Linked DNA regions of Zea mays: all the other regions are linked to region 3. A link is a contact called in public Hi-C data. All regions are on one chromosome and are shown on one strand. Each heading gives the region's core, a stretch centred on a gene start, on an enhancer-like site or on the middle of the called end of the contact. The rest is flanking DNA. Distances are from core to core; before and after follow the strand shown.

What was found. Hi-C and Micro-C count contacts between places; a contact is called where the count stands out from the background.
Region 1: a contact with region 3 is called in a Hi-C map of leaf, with 6 times the contacts expected there. The contact joins the promoter of LOC100274311 here to the promoter of LOC100279210 in region 3. A contact is called at or near these places in 3 of 25 Hi-C or Micro-C datasets (ear, leaf and tassel).
Region 2: a Hi-C map of leaf shows a contact between it and region 3, with 4 times the contacts expected there. The contact joins the promoter of LOC100276381 here to the promoter of LOC100279210 in region 3. A contact is called at or near these places in 5 of 25 Hi-C or Micro-C datasets (ear, leaf and tassel).

What each region holds. Positions count from the first base shown.
Region 1 is chr7:14,196,561-14,199,726 of Zm-B73-REFERENCE-NAM-5.0, reverse strand. LOC100274311 reads right to left here and starts at 1,284. Exons shown (of 19, transcript NM_001148674.1): 1 at 1,112-1,284; 2 at 924-1,018; 3 at 736-810; 4 at 482-643; 5 at 310-388. The coding sequence starts at 1,139. LOC103632072 (probable glycosyltransferase) reads right to left here. Exons shown (of 3, transcript XM_008653928.4): 3 at 2,251-3,166. The coding sequence ends at 2,494.
Region 2 is chr7:14,287,466-14,290,838 of Zm-B73-REFERENCE-NAM-5.0, reverse strand. It overlaps LOC100276381, which reads right to left and starts at 1,839. Exons shown (of 2, transcript NM_001150186.2): 1 at 1,218-1,839; 2 at 121-586. The coding sequence starts at 1,713. The coding sequence ends at 366.
Region 3 is chr7:14,641,787-14,645,059 of Zm-B73-REFERENCE-NAM-5.0, reverse strand. LOC100279210 (Forkhead-associated (FHA) domain-containing protein) reads left to right here and starts at 1,818. Exons shown (of 15, transcript NM_001350279.1): 1 at 1,818-1,880.

The sequences.
Region 1 (3,166 bases), core at 35-2,534, 440 kb after region 3:
AGAAAAAAGTCAACATTTGGAGCATATGAGCAGAGCATTTGAGGCTGCAATAAACAAATCAGCAGTAATATTGGCATTTCATGAAATCTAGACCTAGAAATCATGAGACCACATGTGAGACTGCACAAATAATTACCAGCATACATGAGAAAGCAAAGTTTTTCTGCCTGTTGTTGCAAAACTAAGATCTGAAATCAAGTGATGATTGAATTTTTCCTTTGGGTGATACGGAAACATTAAGATAATTGGTCCAGCTGTCTAACCAAATAAGAAAACCTAGTGCGTGCTTTCAATAATCTCGGGACTAACCTAGGCCGCGGAACACGTCGCCCCAAGCATCTTTTAGCGTCTTCCCCTGCTCCGTAGTGATGTTCTCTGCAAGCTTGTCCTGTAATCAGGAGGCCACGGCAGTCACCAAAACCAAGACCAGATAACATCAGAACGACACAATAAGGACGGTAATTGAACAAGGGATATTCACCATGTTAGCCCGGATGAGCTCCTGGAACTTGAACATGACGCGCTGCCGCGTCGTGACGGGCGTGTTCCGCCAGCCGGGGAAGGCCGTCCTGGCGGCATCGACGGCAGCTTTGAACTCATCGGCCGTGGTGAGCGGGATCCGGGACACCACCTCCTGCGTCGCCTGCGACAACCCCCACACATCCACCGTTGACCGTTCCAAATTCGATCAACCCGAAATCAAAAAAAAAATATTGGGAGGGAAGCAGGGCTCACGGGGTTGGTGACGTCGACGTGCTCGTCGGCGCGCGACTCGACGAACTCCCCGCCGATGAGGAGGCGCACCCTAGACTGGGGAGGAGGAATGCGAGAAGTCAAGCGGGACGAGGTGCCGAGCGCAGCACGCGCAATCAGACAGAAGCAGAGAACCGACTGGGGGACGGGGAGGAGCCGCGGGCACGTACCGGGGCGGAGGCAGGGCCGTTGGAGAGCCACGCTGCGGCGGCGGCGGCGGCGGTGGATAAGTGGGCCGTCGCCGGAGACCGGCGGAGCCCGGGGGCTGCGCGCGTGCGGGAGGGTGGGGTCAGTCGCTCGGTCAGTCAGGGAAAGGAATGCCCCGGCGCGACGGGGTGCAGCTGGGCCGCGCGCGTACCTGAGCGGAAGAGCGCCGAGCGGAGCATGGGTCGACGGCCGGTCGATCGGCGGCGGCGGCGCTTCCGGATTGGGGCGCGGAGTGGCTTGGCGTCCGAGGACGAGCCACCGGGTGGGAGTGGTTTGTTGGGCTCGTGGGTGACTGCGATGGATGTCGTCGTGCCTGTAATTTTGTATAGCGGCGGCGCCGGCGTCTCTGGGACCCACCTGGCAGAGAGAGATAGAGATCGTGGTTAGTGGTGACGAGACGGCGGCTAGCGTGATGAGTGTGCAGTGCGTCAGTCGGTCGGTGTCGTGCCTATCAGAATTTGCAATCAGCCGAAGTGCGAGCTGACGTTGCCGAACGTTAAGCACGACTAAATCATCACAACTCCTTTTAATCTAACGTCTCTAGTTGTTTGCTATATTTCCAACGTGGTGGTGTGTAGTGGTGAAAGATGTTATTTATAAATTAAATAATTAACTAGAGACGTTATATCTAAAATGAGCGGTGATAATTTAATATGTGTATTATGTGTAACAATCTTTCATGTGCACTAGATATGCCCTCTTTTCTTCGAGGATCAATTGAGTAATTGGAAGTATACAGATAGCTTGCAATTAGAATGTACGAATGATTTGCGTGTTGAGATCGGCTGGTTGTGGAGAGATTAGTTTTATAAAAGACTAATACAATGTCTATGTCGCATATATATCATTTGATTAGAATGTACGAATGATTTGCGTGTTGAGATCGGCTGGTTGTGGAGAGATTAGTTTTATAAAAGACTAATACAATGTCTATGTCGCATATATATCATTTGAGGGAGGTCTACTGTTGCTCGTTCGGGTTGACAATAGGCCATCGTTGTTAATAGGGCACCATATTTGATGAGTGACTGTCACAATCTATCTTAATCCTCTCATTTCAACTGTAGAACCGATCATATGGACAATGATAAAGTAGCTAGCTAAGAGATTGATGCATGATGATGAGAAACTAAATCGTCTCCTTGTCTTTCTCACCCATGAACGGTCAACGTAAAGCTATTTTTTATTATGACGACGGTGGTGAGCCTCCTGTCGTCTCGTGCATCACCATTCCCCTCCTCCGGATAATGGTGATGATGAGAGTAAGAGACTAGAAAAATACAAAACGGATTAGTAGTGTATAATACAGGGTACAAAAACCACCATACGCACTTCCTCTGATCGTACAGCGTGTATTAATTAGTAGTGTATAATACAGGGTACAAAAACCACTTGCACACCAAGATTCCTCCAACCTTCGTGTCAAAATGCAACCAACGCACGCTAGACTCAAAGATCAGACACGCATGACGCCTGCAAACTGTAAGCAAGATCCATCGTTACATTGGTCAGTGAGTCAGTCAGTCATGTGCATCATTCAGCTGCTGCGATCCTAACGTTGAGCCTCCTGAGCCAGACGGAGTGGAGGATCATGTGGAACGCGTCGTACCGGCGGGGCGGCCCGCCGTGCAGCATGAAGTGGCGGCGCACCATCCTCACCCGGCGCTGCATCCGGATGTACTGCCGCGGCGACACGGCCGCCAGGATCTCCTTGAGGCGGGGAATGTCGGCGACGCGCAGGCGCAGCGCGAAGGCGTCCCAGTCGAGCACGTCGGCGAAGGGCAGCGCGTACTCGCCGTCGTCCACCACGACGGGGACGCAGCCCAGGTACAGGGCCTCCGCCAGGCGCGGGGACGCCACCTCGTAGCCGCCGGGGCAGAGGCAGAAGCGGCTGCGCCGCATCATGTCCGCGTACGACGGCGCGCCGCCGCCGCGGGGCAGGTACTCGCTGACCCGCACGTCCGGGTCGCCTCCCCGCCGCCCGCCGGGGCCCCAGTGCGCCAGCAGCGCCGGCCGGACCGGCCCGTGGTTGCCGCCCGCGAAGAAGGCCAGGACCGGGCGCCGCGACGCCGACGGCCCGCCCACCTGCCGCTCCACCGCGTCGCTCCGCAGGTTGACCTGCGGCAGCGACACGTCCCTGGCCGGGTCGAACCCCTCCGACGTGTTGGCGTTGCACAGCACGCGGATGGAGTTGCCGAACAGCTGC
Region 2 (3,373 bases), core at 590-3,089, 350 kb after region 3:
GTCAGGCTGCCGTCCGTTTTCCGTATCAGTGAGTTGTACATTTGTGCAATGCCAAATGTGTGCCAAAGCATGAATGTCACGATAGATTCATCAGTTCATCACTGATGGTACAAGTTAGCATGAGCGTTTAGAAATGCAACCAAAAACGCAAGTCTATTTGTGCCCCTCATGTTCCATGACAGCAGGATAGTTAAGTTCAGTGGATCAGTACCAGGAAATGTACAGTGACTGTCGGTGTTACCACAAATCAGCCAGGGTTATACAAAGCACAATGTGATCAACAGAGCGTAGCAGAATCACCAGGACGCGTGGATCACCGTTGGCAGAGACTCTCTCATCAGCCAAACATCAGGAAAACAAAAATCTCACTGGTCAAATGATGCAGCTACTGCTGCAGCCGGAGCCACGGCGAACCTGATCATGCTGTCCATCACATCAACACTACCGGCTTCCTCGCCATGAACTCCATCCGCAGCCGCGTTGGCGGTGTCGGCATTGCCGCCACTGAAGCAGCGAGGGGGCGCCTGCCACTTGGAGTCTTCCAGCACTCCTCCCACCTCAAAGCTCATCACATGCTGCTGCATCCCTGAGGTACAAGAACACACAGGTCATCAGTAATCACCCTGCTGCATCAACCGAGCGCTTCTACCCTGCAGACACTGAGACTGGAATAAGATTTTTCGCGTTTCAGAAAAAGGAGACTGCAGCAGGACAGATATTTCCCCAGCTAAGAACTTAGCAATTGGAGAATTCCGGACTGCATCTGTGCACAAGAAAATCGCGTAATTGTATACTGGAGAAATGCAGAAATGTTAAGACTGCAAAAAAAACAAGCAGAGTTCCAAGTGTCAGGATAAAAAAAGAGTGAGGTTTGCTCCTGAATTTTAGTTTTCTTTTTCAAACGACTATTATTGCAAGAAAAATTAGGAGAAGTGAGCTAAACTATTCAGAGTAATTCAAACAGCACTCCCGTCCCGCACACCGAAATTGTAGAATCGCCATTAACCATTATAGTGCTGCATCGAAAGCACAAAACTGGAAAGCGTTCCTAGAAATTTAGACTGCATCCCTACAAACTGCAGAACAAAATCGCACGCATTGGTTAGATCAAAACACCCGAGACGGGTGCGAATCGCCAAAAATCCACGATGCTCCATCATGAGTCTAAAGAAAGTATAGATTGAATGTGCGGACGATATAGCTAGTACTAATACTACCATTGAAGAAATTCCAGCGGACGGGGCGGCCGGTGGCGACTTCCTCGTAGTACCAGACGAAGTCGACCTTGGTCCACAGGTGGCAGTCGAAGCCGTCGACGTGCTCGCGGCCGAGATAGACGGCGCCGGCGGCGAGCCAGTCAGGCGGCAGGATCCCCACGGGGAAACGCATGGTGCGGCAGGACCCGGAGTCGAAGAAGTAGGAGGTGCCGTTGGTCCACTCGACGTCGTAGAGCGGGTCGCTGGAGAGCTGGTCCCGGATGAGGTTGAGGTTGCGGCCCCTGGGCCAGTCGTAGTACAGGTCGATCAGCTGCAGCCGGCCGCCGCTCTCGGTGAGATTGGTGAAGACCACCGCGTGGAACTGCTCCGGCCACGGCGTCGGCACTGGGGGAGGGGCGCCGGCACCGGCCGCATTAGCCGTAGCGTGGGATACAGCGGCGAGGAGGAGGGGGAGGAGGAGCGGGAGCACCACGAGGGACGACGGCGGCGGCGACATCAACGACTGTTACGGCTTAACCGACCTTATCGCTTCGCGTGTGCCTACCTGCCAGTTGCCACTGCGAGCCAGTCGAAGCTGGACCGAGGGAGCTAGACAGGGTTGGAAGCAGACATCCAAATTATCACCACAAATTTAATATTTTAATATATATATATAATTCAGTATTAATCTTTCGTTATAATGTTAGAAATATTATAAAAACAATAATAATTTTTTGGATAATTTTTTTACATTATTTGATCCCTACAATCAAAAAAGATTATATCTATCATTTAAGAAATTTGAGGTTTCTTTTTTTTTATAAATCATAACAAACTCAATGTTAAAAAATACAAATTTATATAACATATTTTATATCCTATTTATTCGCAATCCAAAAAAAATCAAAAAATTAACATCCGAATAAATATCTGAATCCATCTCAGCTACAACATGTTTGGATGGTCTCCTCTAGAGCTGCAAAATATTTAGAGTATTTTAACTTATTTCTAGTCTTTAAATTTCTAATACATTTCTTGATCACGAGAAATGTAGTTGTGCACATCCTATGAATGCATGACATGGCTAGAAGTAGTGCTTATCATGACCTCCTTTGAATCTAATCAAAGTGCATCTAGCTCCTAAGTGGGTTTCGGTTTCGGTAGATCGAATGACAACACGATTAAAGGAATAATGTGTTTCATGAGACTTATATATATATTTAGTCTCAAGTATTTTATGTTAGAATTTGGGATCAAATATAACAATTGATATACAAACTGTGAAATAACGCCAAGGCATATTGATAAAAGGTATTTTTGGCAAGCTTATCTGTACCATTTATAAATGAGATATGGGAGTTTGCATATGGAATGGTCTCACTCGTTAAGCTTGATTAATCATAATGAAGATTGATGTCATACTGATGAAGAGAACAGTACAAATGAAATGGATATACTACAAGCTTAATCATTTATTCAAAACAAGGTATGACCCGATGGCTTGGCATGGTGAAGATGGCAACAAAATGTCTTCGAGGTTCTAAGCGAAGGTGAAGGTCAAGCGGTGACTTGGCAGCTGAAGAACCTAGCTATGTTGAAGAAGAAATTACTTATATTTAATTGAGACACTAATCAAGCTTTGTGGATCATATTAATTTGAAGGAACAAATCATCAAAAAAGTGACTTTGGTTCAAAAGTGAAGTCTTGATCAAATGGATCAATAAACTTAAAGTCATAGCTCAAGGAAACTAAGCACAAAATGCGACATTATTCGAAGAATGACATGCTCAAGTGGTATTAATTGTGAAATTGTATTTCTTGAGTTTAGGCATGGTGTGCCATCAAAAGGGATACAACATAATGTATTATGTGTAACCTAGAAGTGCTCAAAACAAATCCAGGTGAGAAAATCAAGAGAAAAGCTTTTGAGAAAGGTTTCATAGCTATGCAAGCTGGAAGAACCGACTAAGACAACTTTCAAATGGGGTAAGTCATTTTTGTTGCAGCCCCAATGGTGACCTATTCAAAAATGGGCTAAGCAAACCAACCAAGTCCGCTAAGACAATTTTGGCTAGCTGACAGCCCAATGACTAGTTTTGGAGCTCACCTATTTATACCTCTTCCCATGGATTTTGTTTGGTTGTCAAATCTTTCTCATGCCCATATACCACTAGCA
Region 3 (3,273 bases), core at 569-3,068:
CCGCTGGCGGGCGGGCTGTCGGCCGCCATTGTCGTTGTCGCACGGCGGTGGAAGGAGTATCATGTCGTAGCTGCCGTCGAAGGACATGAACTCAAGACTCCCGAAACGGAGCACCGTCCCGGGTTGGAGAGGTTGATGGAGACTGCCCATCTGGAGCTTGACGGGAAGCTGTTCGTCAACACGCAGCAGGCCCCTACCTGGCGCGCCAACTGTCGGCGTTTCGAGACTGGGGGGGTCCCTTGGGCCGACGAGTGAGTGTCGCCGCGTGCCCGAGCCCAGATGGGTCGAGCGCGAGGGCGAGCGCGAAGGGGGGAGAAGCGAGGCAGCCGGAGACCGACGTGAGAGAGGTGAGAATCCTGCGGCCTTCGTGTTTGTCCCGCGCCCAGGTCGGGTGCGCTTGCAGTAGGGGGTTACAAGCGTCCACGCGGGTGAGGGAAGCGAGCGGCTCCGAGCGAGCGCCTGTCTCGTCCTCGTCCCCGCGCGGTCAACCTCCTCTAAGAGGGCCCTGGTCCTTCCTTTTATAGGCGTAAGGAGAGGATCCAGGTGTACAACGGGGGGTGTAGCAGAGTGCTACGTGTCTAGCGGGGGAGAGCTAGCGCCCTAAGTACATGCCGATGTGGCAGCTGGAGAGATTTTGACACCCAGCTGGTGTGATGTCGTGGCCGTCGTAGGAGCGATGGAGCCTGGCGGAGGGACAGCTGTCGGAGCGGTTGAGTCCTTGCTGACGTCCTCTTGCTTCCGTAAGGGGGCTGAGAGCCGCCGTCGTCACAGAGCATGCGGGGCGCCATCATTGCCTATCTGGCGGAGCTAGCCAGATGGGACACCGGTCTTGTTCCCTGCGGCCCGAGTCAGCTCGGGGTAGGGTGATGATGGCGCTTCCTGTTGACGTGGCTGGCCTGCGCCCTAGGTTAGGCGATGTGGAGGCTCCTCCGAAGCCGAGGTCGAGTCTGTCTTCCATGGCCGAGGCCGAGTCCGAGCCCCTGGGTCGGGCGAGGCGGAGGTCGTCGGCAGAGGCTAGGGCGGAGTCCGAGCCCTGGGGTCGGGCGAAGCGGAGTTCGTCGTCTTCTGGGGCTGAGCCCGAGTCCGAGCCCTGGGTCGGGCGGAGCGGAGTTCGCCGTCTTCCGGGACTTAGCCCGAGTCCGAGCCCTGGGTCGGGCGGAGCGGAGTTCGCCGTCTTCCGGGACTTAGCCCGAGTCCGAGCCCTGGGTCGGGCGGAGCGGAGCTTCCTATGGTGCCTTTGGCAGGGCCTGACTGCCTGTCAGTCTCACTCTGTCAAGTGGTACTGCAGTCGGAGTGGCGCAGGCGGCGCTGTCCTTCTGTCAGGCCGGTCAATGGAGCGGCGAAGTGACGGCGGTCACTTCGGCTCTGCCGGGGGGCGCGCGTCAGGATAAAGGTGTCAGGCTACCTTTGCATTAAATGCTTCTGCGACTTGGTCGGTCGGTGCGGTGATTTAGTCAAGGTTGCTTCTTAGCGAAGGCAGGGCCTCGGGCGAGCCGGAAATATGTTCGCCGTTGGAGGGGGGCCTCGGGCGAGACGGAAATCCTCCGGAGTCGGCTGCCCTTGTCCGAGGCTAGGCTCGAGCGAGGCGTGATCGAGTCGCTCGAATGGACTGATCCCTGACTTAATCGCACCCATCAGGCCTTTGCAGCTTTATGCTGATGGGGGTTACCAGCTGAGAATTAGTAGTCTTGAGGGTACCCCTAATTATGGTCCCCGACAGTTCTATACTGCTGTCTTCCTCATCCATTTCTGCTTCCTCTGCTGTAACTACTACTAGTTCTTAGTTGAATCAATACCTATTGTGAGTAGGTCGCTGACTGGTAGCCGCCTCGGGCGTGGCGGGATGGACCGTGGAGGACGACGTCCTCCTCGCCATCGAGGTAATCTAACCCGCCCTGCCTAGACCCGATCATCATCCCTCCCCCCCCTCTCGAAAACCCCGCGAACTACGCAGGAACGCTACGCCCTCACGCGCTGCTCCTGCCGGCGCAGAATTTTGGTCCTGTGTTCCACTAACTTCCCGCCCCGCTCCGGCCGGCGGCCGCCTTCCCTGGGCCGAGCGCCACCGTCCCAGGATAGTCCGCTATCGTCGTCTCCATCGCGTTCGATTCGTGGTTCGTCTGATTTCAGTATTGCTGAATTTTGGGTTCGCATTGCCGCCCCGTCGCTTGTGTGGCTTTGGATTTGATTGCTCGGCGAAAATTTGAGAATACGATCGTCCCCTCCGCCCGCAACACTCATCTAAGTGAAGATTTCCTGTAGATTATTTGGGCTTCTGTTTTACGCGGGGGCACCTGGGTTGCTGAACCGCTGCCTTATACGAGTGTCCTGTTGGTTCGCGTTATTCGCGCTCTGTAATTGATAAATTTGCGTCGTTGCTTGCTGCAGTGCTGCTAAATCCCGGGTCTGATTTATGTTACTCAGTAGCCTAGCTACTGGATTTAGTGTCTTGAGCTTCCGTACAGAGGATTTAAGATCCTTGTTCAACAATGTGGCAAGTTGGCAACATACCTGAATTCATGTTTGTAGAAGTGAACAACGTAGGAACACAACTTTAACACCTGAGGTCGATTCAGTTCACTGAAATGATCAACTTATCCTGTCTGTCCCATTCCTACCACATTTCATGCTATTTTTCCAGCTTGTAACTTTCAGGAACGGGTTAGGCCATTCTCAATGGGAGTTTCATACTCATTAAATACGGTGACACATCATCATACTTGGTGACATGACAATTCATTTAAGAGGGGAGATATAGAGAGTTTTATGGGAGATGGTAGAGTTTCACGAGGATGAAACTCTGCATACACGGTTACCTAGTTTAAATCTGATGTGGCAGCATTGAAAACAGTGCATTGAAACTCATTATTAAGAATGACATGGTTACTTCTGAAACAATTATTCTCCTGTAGTTGCATTTAATAATTAGATACATCAAAAGGTTGAGCAGTTATTGATGTCCCTATTTGATACATTAGAGAAGTGTTTTGGTACTGACATGTTTGATTTAGGGTCTGTTTAGGTCGCATGTGCTAAACTGCTATTGGATGTTAAAGTTTAGCACTTCAGTTTGGGTCTCCAAGTGCTAAAGTTTAGCTAAAAGTGTAGTGCTAAACTTTAGCTAATATGCCTGGGCCTTCGAGGAGTGCGTAAGGGCGAATAGAGGAGCAGCGCAGCCTGGGACAGGGACCTGAGCGCGTATGGTGGAGAAGAGCGAGAGTGAGAAACATGAGCAAGATCACCGTCGACCAGGGTGACCGAGGTAATCGCCGC